2 separate regions of the Pan troglodytes genome follow, and region 2 is linked to region 1. Evidence: chromatin contacts called from public capture Hi-C data. All regions are on one chromosome and are shown on one strand. Each heading gives the region's core, a stretch centred on a gene start, on an enhancer-like site or on the middle of the called end of the contact. The rest is flanking DNA. Distances are from core to core; before and after follow the strand shown.

What was found. Capture Hi-C pulls out chosen DNA fragments and counts their contacts.
Region 2: a contact with region 1 is called in a capture Hi-C map of stem cell-derived neural stem cells, with 11 times the contacts expected there. The contact joins two enhancer-like sites. A contact is called at or near these places in 2 of 7 Hi-C or Micro-C datasets (induced pluripotent stem cells and stem cell-derived neural progenitor cells) and 1 of 1 other capture datasets (stem cell-derived neural stem cells).

Annotation. Positions count from the first base shown.
Region 1 is chr19:70,252,828-70,257,450 of NHGRI_mPanTro3-v2.0_pri, reverse strand. It overlaps LOC107969279 (a long non-coding RNA gene), which reads right to left. Exons shown (of 3, transcript XR_001711009.4): 3 at 4,123-4,623. Among named protein-coding and RNA genes, the nearest start is that of AKAP1, 39 kb to the right of the region's middle. Within about 2 kb of position 1,915, at least 10 of the 24 cell types and tissues checked have an H3K27ac peak or open chromatin away from gene starts, as enhancers often do. A contact at or near this core is called in stem cell-derived neural stem cells, where this site is marked.
Region 2 is chr19:70,714,231-70,718,694 of NHGRI_mPanTro3-v2.0_pri, reverse strand. It overlaps MSI2 (musashi RNA binding protein 2), which reads right to left. Exons shown (of 14, transcript XM_063799024.1): 8 at 878-960. Among named protein-coding and RNA genes, the nearest start is that of CCDC182, 150 kb to the left of the region's middle. Within about 2 kb of position 1,609, at least 3 of the 24 cell types and tissues checked have an H3K27ac peak or open chromatin away from gene starts, as enhancers often do. A contact at or near this core is called in stem cell-derived neural stem cells, where this site is marked.

The sequences.
Region 1 (4,623 bases), core at 666-3,165:
GGAACTTCTTACAATTCATGATATGGGATGTGGGAGGCATTTTCATTTAAATGTTAAACCCAAATGTCCTTCAGCAGGTGGCTGGATTAACAAAGTGTGGTACAACCATTCAGTGGAACTCAGCAGTAAAAAGGAAAGAACTATTGATACGCAAAGCAAATGAATAAGTCTCAAAAAGTGATGCCGGGTGAAAGAAGCCAAGTAGAATCATACGCCTGATTCCATTTATTTAAAATTCCAGAAAATGCAAACGAATCTCCAGTGATGTAAAGCAGATTGTTGGTTGTCTGGGGGGGATGGGAGGGAGGGGCAGAAAGGACTACCTAGAAAAAAGTAAACTTGGGGGGTGATGGATATGTTCATTATCTTGATTGTGGTGATGAGTTCACGGATGTGTACATAGGTCAAAACTTATAAAGTTGTATGGCCGGGCGTGGTGTCTCACACCCGTAATTCCAGCATTTTGGGAGGCCAAGGCAGGTGGATAACTTGAGGTCAGGAGTTCAAGACCAGCCTAGCCAACATGGTGAAACCCCATCTCTACTAAAAATACAAAACATTAGCCGGGCATGGTGGCGGGCACCTGTAATCCCAGCTACTCTGGAGGCTGAGGCAGCAGAATCACTTGAACCCGGGAGGCAGAAGTCACAGTGAGCCGAGATTGCGCCACTGCACTCCACCCTAGGTGACACAGTGAGACTCTGTCTCAAAAAAAAAAAAAAACAACTTTTAAAGTTGCATACTTTAAAGACGTACAGTTTATTTTATTCTAATTATACATCAATAAAGTTAAAAAATGTAAATGGCCTATACACTTCAAATACAAGTTAGAGGCGGTCAGAATGGGGAAAGTAAAAGACGTGACTTTATTTTGTGTCCCAAGATATTATTTATATTACATATATTAAAAATATGATTATGTATTCTACATTTTATGTATATATATGATTACATACTAAAACGTATATTTATACGTGTATTTATATTAAATATATTTGATTTTCTCATTTATATTTTCATATGATTTCATAGATTTATAAATGTCTTATGTTGTGTGTTACATATAATTGCTTGTATGCATTTTTAGATTATGAAAATACTGGAGGGCTGTGTTTATATAGAGAATCCCAGATGTCAGCTGGGGTCTCCTGGCCCCATAAGGTGGGTAGCATTGATTAGACCGCCCATTTCTATTTCCACAGTCCAAAACTATCTCCAAAATTTCTCCAAATTCCAGAGAGCTGAGTTTCTAGACTTCCAGCCTCCCCCAAATTCTGCTCAGCCCTGGGTCTCCTGGCTGTGGCTTTATCTCCACTCTGGTTAAGCATTCATAAATGAGACATCTCTTCCTTTCCCTCCTCGTTTCCTGGCCCGACCCCACCTCACCCCCAGCCCCATCTCCAAGCACCTCAAATACAAGGCTGCTACCCGAAACCGAATCGGCACCACAGGGCAAACACCTTAAAAGGGCGCGTGGTATTCCTCAGGCCGCCCTGGCCGGGACTTCCTCCCCTGCGGCCACGCCACCCCAGCCTTCCCTCCCTCCCCATCTCCCCTTCCAGTCCCCACTCTCCTCTTTGTTCCTCCCTGTGGGATCAGGTTCTTCTCTGCCCCCAAATTCTTCCCTTTTCAGAGCAGCGCAATTCTGCTGGCCCAGAACCTCCTCCCAAACTCTCAGATGCTCGGCAGAACAGAAGGCCCACAGAGAGATAGCTGCAACTGCCAAGAGCTATTTTTTTCTGCCTCCCGCATCTGTAGGTTTGTGACTCTACGCGCCTTCGTAGCCACGTGCATCTGCACGCACGCTTACACGGGGAAGAAATACCCCAAGATGCTAACCCGAAAAGCAGAACCTGGGAATTGGCAGGCTACCCCTCTTGGGTTCCCTCCTCCCCTCCCCACGCCCACGTTCCGGGGCCCTCAGGACTCCTGCCTCGCCCCCTCACTCTCTGAAGTGTCTTTCCTTCCTGTCCCAAACTGTTGCTCTGCCTTCCCACTCTGCCTCAAAGGCCTGCCTTTCCTGAGCGAGTAGCAAGCCAGCCAGTACAAAGGCTGAATAAACAGTCAGTGGAAATTAACTTGAACGTTCAGGGAGAAGAACAAAGACTTTCGATGTGAGCTGGGGAAGGAATCATAATTGCCAGAGAGAGAGGGGCGGCCCAGACGCCCGGTTGCAAGAGACACAAGAAGCTGCGTTGTTGACAGTGGCGGAGACAGACAGGCACGATGCTGATTTGATAAGTGGAAGGGCGAGAATTCTAATGTAATGATGCTGATGGAGAGAGAAATGAGGACTCAGAGCGGAGAGGCAGGTGAGGGGTCCCTAAGGCAGCCAGCTGAGGTCTTTGTGCCTGAACAGGGGATCCCAGCTTCGCACCCTGAGAGCAGGGCCTGGGCAGCAGGTGTTCTGATGGCAGCTGCACCCTGGGGCCATAATTACAGCCAAGGAGCATCCCATGGCAGTTCCAGGGGAAAGTGGAGGGAGGACTGGCAACTGGGTCTCCAGCGTGGGGGAAATGACGGACCCCTATGGACCTAGAGAGATGGGGTAGCCGCGACTCTGGAAGAACGCATAGAAGCAGACAAAGCTGGCCTGCTTGAGATTTCTACAGAGAAGCATTCAGCAGATCTTGTTGTCTTCAGGCCGCAGCTAAGGGACATAAATAATAAAATATAGATTGAGTGCAACCCGGATGCCAGGGCTTCATGTTTAAGTCCTACAATCACCTTTTGAGGCGGCACTATTATTGACCCTAGTTTATAGAGGAGCAAACTGAGGCCCAGAGAAGTGGAGTAACTTCTCGAAGATCACACAGCTCTTAACTGGCACAGCCAACCCAGAACTGTCCAGGCATGTACATTTGCTTTTGCAGGTTGGGAGGTTTCAGCCTTAGTGACACATTGATGTGGTCAGAGATCTAAGGTTCAAGGGTCTAAAGCCTGGCAGGATCCGGCTTTTTCTTCATATCACTCACAAGTATCCTGACAGGCCTAGTCTGCATCCACCAGAGGCTAAGATGGCACCACCTGTCCACAACCTTCCACGAGTCACGAGGTGCAGAGGAGGTTCCCTGCCACTGGTGTGAGCTGCTCACTGGGTATTCTGCACTCATTTTCTTATCTAACCTCATCAGACCTTACCTGACCCCAAAGTGGGGTGCTTAGAAGGAATATAAGGAAGGCCCTTTCAAAGGGGCCTGAGATGCTGGAACACACAAGACAAGGATGCAGTCATGGAATTCCCTTTGGGCATCTCACCCTCTGTTAAATGCACCTCTATCTATAGCATTTGCTTGGGGGAAATGGACTTACTTGTTTATTCATTTGACAAAATATTTTTGAGAGCAGATGATGTTCTGGGTCCTGTTTTATATGCTGGGGTTACATAATAAAAAACTACGCCCTGCTCTGGAGGGGCCCACAGTACCAGCAGCTGAATCACAGCAGGCCATGGGAACTGAGGGGCCGCCATTCCACACCTGGTGGGAGGCCAGGGTGAGGGTTCAGAAATTCTTCCTGGAGGAGGGAGCCTCAGAGTGCAGTGTTAGGGGAAAGGCAAGGGGTGGAGGTGGGGAGAGAACGCAGACTTTCTGCAGTTTAGAAGACTGGAAGTCGGGGGTTGGTGAGCCAGGAGGCTCTGGTGGCCATGGGGTTCTGGGAGCCTTTCTGGATGGTATTGGAAGCCTCTGTTGGGGGCACTAAGAATGGCTGGTGACTCTGATCCAGCTGGAAATGGGGATAAAAGAAAGATTCCAGTCCAGGCCCAGTGGCTCACACCTGTAATCGCAGCACTTTGGGAGGCCAAGGTGGGGGGATCACTTGAGGTTAGTAGTTTAAGACCAGCCTGGCCAACATGGTGAAACCCCATCTCTACTAAAAATACAAAAATTAGCCGGACATGGTGGCACACACCTGTAATCCAAGCTACTTGGGAGGCTGAGGCAGGAGAATTGCTTGAAACCGGGAGGCGGAGGTTGCAGTGAGCTGAGATCACACCACTGCACTCCAGCCTGGGCAACAGAGCGAGACTCTGTCAAAAAAAAAAAAAAAAAAGAAGAAAGAAAAAAGAAAAAGAAAGGAAAGAAACAGAAAAAGAGAGAGGGAAGGAGGGAGGAAGGAAGGGGAAGCGGAAGCAGAAGGGAAGGGAGGGAAGGAAGGAAAGGAAAAAAGAAAGAAAAGAAACAAAGATTCCAGAGTGTTTCTCTCCCTGCAAGAAATGGAGGAGACTTCCCAGGACCCTTGCTGGGTATCCTGGGGCTGGTCTGCCAGGATCTAAAACATGGGAACCAGCATCTTCTGGAGGGAAGCCACACCAGGCCACCTCCATACCTCCCAGTAATTGACAGGAGGGACGCTCAGGGTCTCCGTTGCTCTCTGAGTCACACCATGTTCTATATGTGCGTGGCCTGAGGACACGCTATAAATATTCATGGCTGGAAAAACAAGGTGAGAGTACAGTCGTGCTCCAGAAGAAACCACGGAGGGCAACTGGCTTTCATTGGGCAACTTCGCTTCCCGCCTTTAAATGCTAGGTCAAAGCCCGAGGAAGAACTAGACCTTCTAAAACCCAGTTTCCTTAATTTGTTTAACAAAAGACATCTCCATGCTCTGTGGCCTCTTAAT
Region 2 (4,464 bases), core at 360-2,859, 460 kb before region 1:
TAGTTTGGTGCAGTAAACTTCCTATCTAGGATATACCTCTCAAAAGCTGCACAGCAAAAGAATATCCTAAGCCAGGTGCCAGCAAGTTACGACTCATAGGTCAAATCCCGCCCTTCTGCCTGTTTATGTAAAGTCCAAGAATTGAGAACGGTTTTTACATTTTATTTTATTTTTATTTTTTTTGAGACAGGGTTTCACTTTGTTGCCCAGGCTGGAGTACAGTGGCGTGATCATGGCTCACTGCAGCCTCAACCTCCTGGGGTCAGGTGATCCTCCCACCTCAGCCTCCTGAGTAGGTGGGGTACAGGTGCACTGCACCCAGCTAATTTTTTTTTTTTTTTTTTTTTTTTTTTTTTTTTTTAAGAGATGAGGTCCGGCTATGTTTCCCAGGCTCATCTCGAACTCCTGGCCTCAAGTGATTTTCCTGCCTTGGCCTTCTAAAGTGCAGAGGTTATAGGCGTGAGCCACCATGCTTGGCCTGGTTTTTACATTTTAAGTGGTTAAAAAGTTAATATTTTGTGATCTGTGAAAATTACATAAGGTTCAAATTTTGGTGTCCATAAACAAAGCTTTATTGAAACACAGCCCCACTCCTTCAGGTATGCATTGCCTATGGACGCTACCCAGCAGAACTGGGTAGTTGCAGTCAGCTTTATGGCCTGCAAAGATGAAAATATTCACGACTTGGCCCTTTACAGAGTTTGTCCACCTCAGTATGAAACAACTGCTACTGTTCACAGGCCTGGACCCCGAGCATCTAGCCCCCTCCCCACCCCTGCCCACTCCAGCCTGATGATGGGCTGGAGCAGTCTGCAAGACTGGGTGTGTACGTAGAGAAAGGGGGCATTCCATTTCAGCGCAACCCCTACACACTTACCATTTTATTATTGATTTCATGGAAATGAATCTCACAGACTTTCTCCACAACATCTTCATTCTCAAAAGTGACAAAGCCAAACCCTAAAGGAAAAGAGAGAGAAGAAAAAACAAAGAGAGGCGGGGTGAGTTCAGTTCTGGCAGGCCCAGGTTTTTCTCTGACGTCCTGAGGTCTTGACAGCCTCCTGGTCTGGGGGTAGGTAGGCGGATCCTTGGGAGGACCTTGAGGTTGGAGGCAATGATTTCTAATTTGTACTGAGCACCCTTCCGACAGCGAGGAAAAGTTAATGATTTCACCCACATGCAGCGGGCACTGTGTGGTTTACATTTGCCCCGAAGCAAACAAGAAATTTACTTGTCTGTTATTTACAAGGGTCAGGGCCCCGCGGCTCTGTGCACGGCAGCAGGCGGGTGGGCTAACCAGAGCCTCGTGGATCACTGCGGGGCCACGCTTGCCCTTTCCGCGAGCAGCCCTGGCCAGCCCTCGGGTCGGCCTCCAGACGGAGGTGGTTATTTGTCCTTTTCTTCCTGAATTACTTCCTCTAATACCTCATCAGGACATCCTGAGGCCTGGAAGAAACTATTAAAAGTTTCAGGCCTCTGTTCCGCGCAGGCATCCTTTTTATACTGCTGCTTCAAAAGCGCTCTGGATTTGGGGCAGTTTAAGACTGTTTGATGCCTGCTGTCAGCCCGTCAGCTATCCACTGTATTTACTCTGCTGGAGACCGGCTTTGCTAGACAAGCTGCACTGAAGAATTTTGGCAGGCGACTGCTGCTCAGTATCCTCAGTTCCTCTCCTACCCTCCTGCCCCTTTCTTTCTTCTCCTCCCGCCTCCGACAGCGTTTCCAGCATGTGGCCCCATCTGTGACCCCACTCAGTAAGTGCTGCTTTACCACATGGCCCCATGCAGGGTTGCACCCTCCTTGGATGGGATGCAGCTGCCACATGGTAGCGTTAACATGGCGAGGGAGCACAGGCCATGGGGGCAGACACACTGATGGGGAGACTGAGACCTGGCTTCCACTTCTCACTGTGCATCTACTTTATGTTTAATCTGGGGGAGCCCCTTCCCCTCTCTGAGCCTCAACTTTTGCATCTGCAAATGAAGGTGGTAGAACTGGACCCTGGGTTTCACACCTCCTGTCACAACCCAAATCAGGATTCACAAGGCTGTCTGCTGCCATCTGAATGTTTGTGGCTGCCCCTTGCTGCCCCCCGACCCCCCACCCAGATTCATGTTGAAATCCAAACTCCCAATGTGATGGTATTAAGAGTTCAGGCCTCTGGGAGGTGATGAGTTCGTGAGGATGGGGCCCTCATAAATGGAATTAGTGCCCTTACAGAAAGACACTAGAAAGCTTGTTTTTTCTCTCTACCATGTGAGGATGCAATAGGAAGGCAGCTGTCTGTACACAGGAAGGGGGGCCCTCCCAGAAATGACCATGCTGGCACCCTGCTCTTAACTGCCAGCTTCCAGAACTGTGAGAAATAAACCGTTTTTCTTAGACCATGGTACTTCATTATAGCCGCCCCAGCTAAGACACTCTTCTCCCCAAAGGTATGAACCTGGCTGAACACTAAGCCAGACACACCAAGCAGGAAGACAAAAACTGAATGGCTGTTCTATCAAAATTATATTATGATAATTGTGTTTCCAGTCAATGAGCAAAATACAGATGCTTCCTTTTCAAACTCTGTGTCTATTTTGGGTCCCTGCAACACAAGACGGAGAGGGAATTTCTCAGGTCCCTTCTGACTCTCATGCATCCAACTCTAACATCACCATCTTCTAAGGAACACCAGGAAACAGGGAGCTGATATGTGGAGCTCCTTTAGCATAGCTCCTGCAGGGACTAGCAGATTCTTCGGTATGAGAATAAAAAAGGCTACTATCTGCTCTCAAACCATTTCCAGTAAAACAGAGGGCTAGGACCACGAAACACAGCAATCGTGATCTTTATCATGTCATTTGCTACCACCACCCACCAAATACTGGGCCAGTGCTCCCAGCATACACGGTCCAGCCTGTTGTAGATACATAAGGCAGCATCAGATGTACCATAAAGTGGACATGAGTGTCTGCTGGAGGGGCTCAAAGATGCCGAGTTTCTCCCAGTGTCACCCAGTAAAAGCTAGGTTCTCAGTTACCTCAGAGGCCTGAAGCAGACATCCGACAGGATACGTCGTTTGAAATGCTGTCCAACAAAAAAACCTTTCACCAGGTTTATACCCCCTACCCCCTAAACCAGGTCCTTTGAGAGAAAGCTGCTGGGAACGCTATCCTATTCCCTCTCTTTGGGCATCTCCTTCTCCTTGGCCCTTGGTCCCACTGATCATTGCAGAGCTGGAGAAGAGCCACACCGACACGGCCCCAAGCCACTTCTCTTTGGGCTTTGGGGTATTTTTTCCTCAAGCGCTCCTTTAAGCACTTTCAGTTTCCTGAGGGCATTCAGCTCACCCTACTGGGGTATGTCTCAGGAATCCTGGGTTGGGAGGAGCCTTAAAAACTTCAGGTTAAAACTCCCACCCAGTCAAGGACCCCTGGAGCACTCAGCCAGGAACTTAATCTTTTTGGTTAATCCCCTTCCCCCAGCCCCACCCTCCTAGGGCCCAGATCCTAACTGGCCCCAGTAGAATGGATTAAGAGCCAGCACCCTCCCGCAATCCCACAGGGAGGGAGGGGTGGCACTGCGGAGGCCGCGGAAATTGGCCAGCGTGCCTTCAAGCCAGAGCGCCCTGCAAGAGGGTGATGCTGGGGTCTTGTTCTCTAAGGGTCCTCAGGACGGAACAGGGCCCCTAACACACACCAAGTGCTAAGTGAGTGACTGAATGAGCCATTTCTGCTCCTCCAGGGTCTGAGCGTCTTGCTAATCCACTTGAGTCACTGCTTTGCCTCAAGACTGATTCCGCTCTTCCTTCTGCGTTTACCAGCTGCCACCTGTGCTAGGCACTGTAAAGGACGTGGAGATCAACAAGGCAATGGCCCTCTGCTTGCACAATTCACGAACAGGCACGAGTCAGAGGATCCCATGCAGGGACAGCGTCTCCCTCTCACCCCTCACTTCCAGCCTGTGGGGCACTCTGGGTCTCATCTGTCTTTGAAGGTCACCCCTCTGCCCCAGCCCCCAGGCCCAGGCACCTTGCAAATAAAACAAGCCAGGATAGGCCAGTTTTTAGGGAACCTCACTGCTAATTAGGACAAGTGTAGCAGGTTGAATAGTGGCCCTCCAAACATACATCCATGTCCTAATCCCTGGAATTTATGAATGTGACCTTATTTGGAAAAAGAACTTTTGCAAATGTAATTTAATTAAGAATCTTGAGAAGAGATTATCCTGGATTTGGGGTGGGCCCTAAATCCAACGACAGGTGTCCTTAAAAGACAAACAGGGGATATTTGAGACACAGAGAAAGAGAAGAAGGCCATGTGAAGACAGAGGTAGGCAGAGAATGGAGTGGTACTGCCACAAACCAGGAACACCTGGAGTCTTAAGAAGCTGGTTTTCCAGAAGGCAAGGAACGACTGTCCCCCAGAACCTCTTGGGGGACTGCAGCACTGGCTTCCAGAACTGTGAGACAAGAAGTTT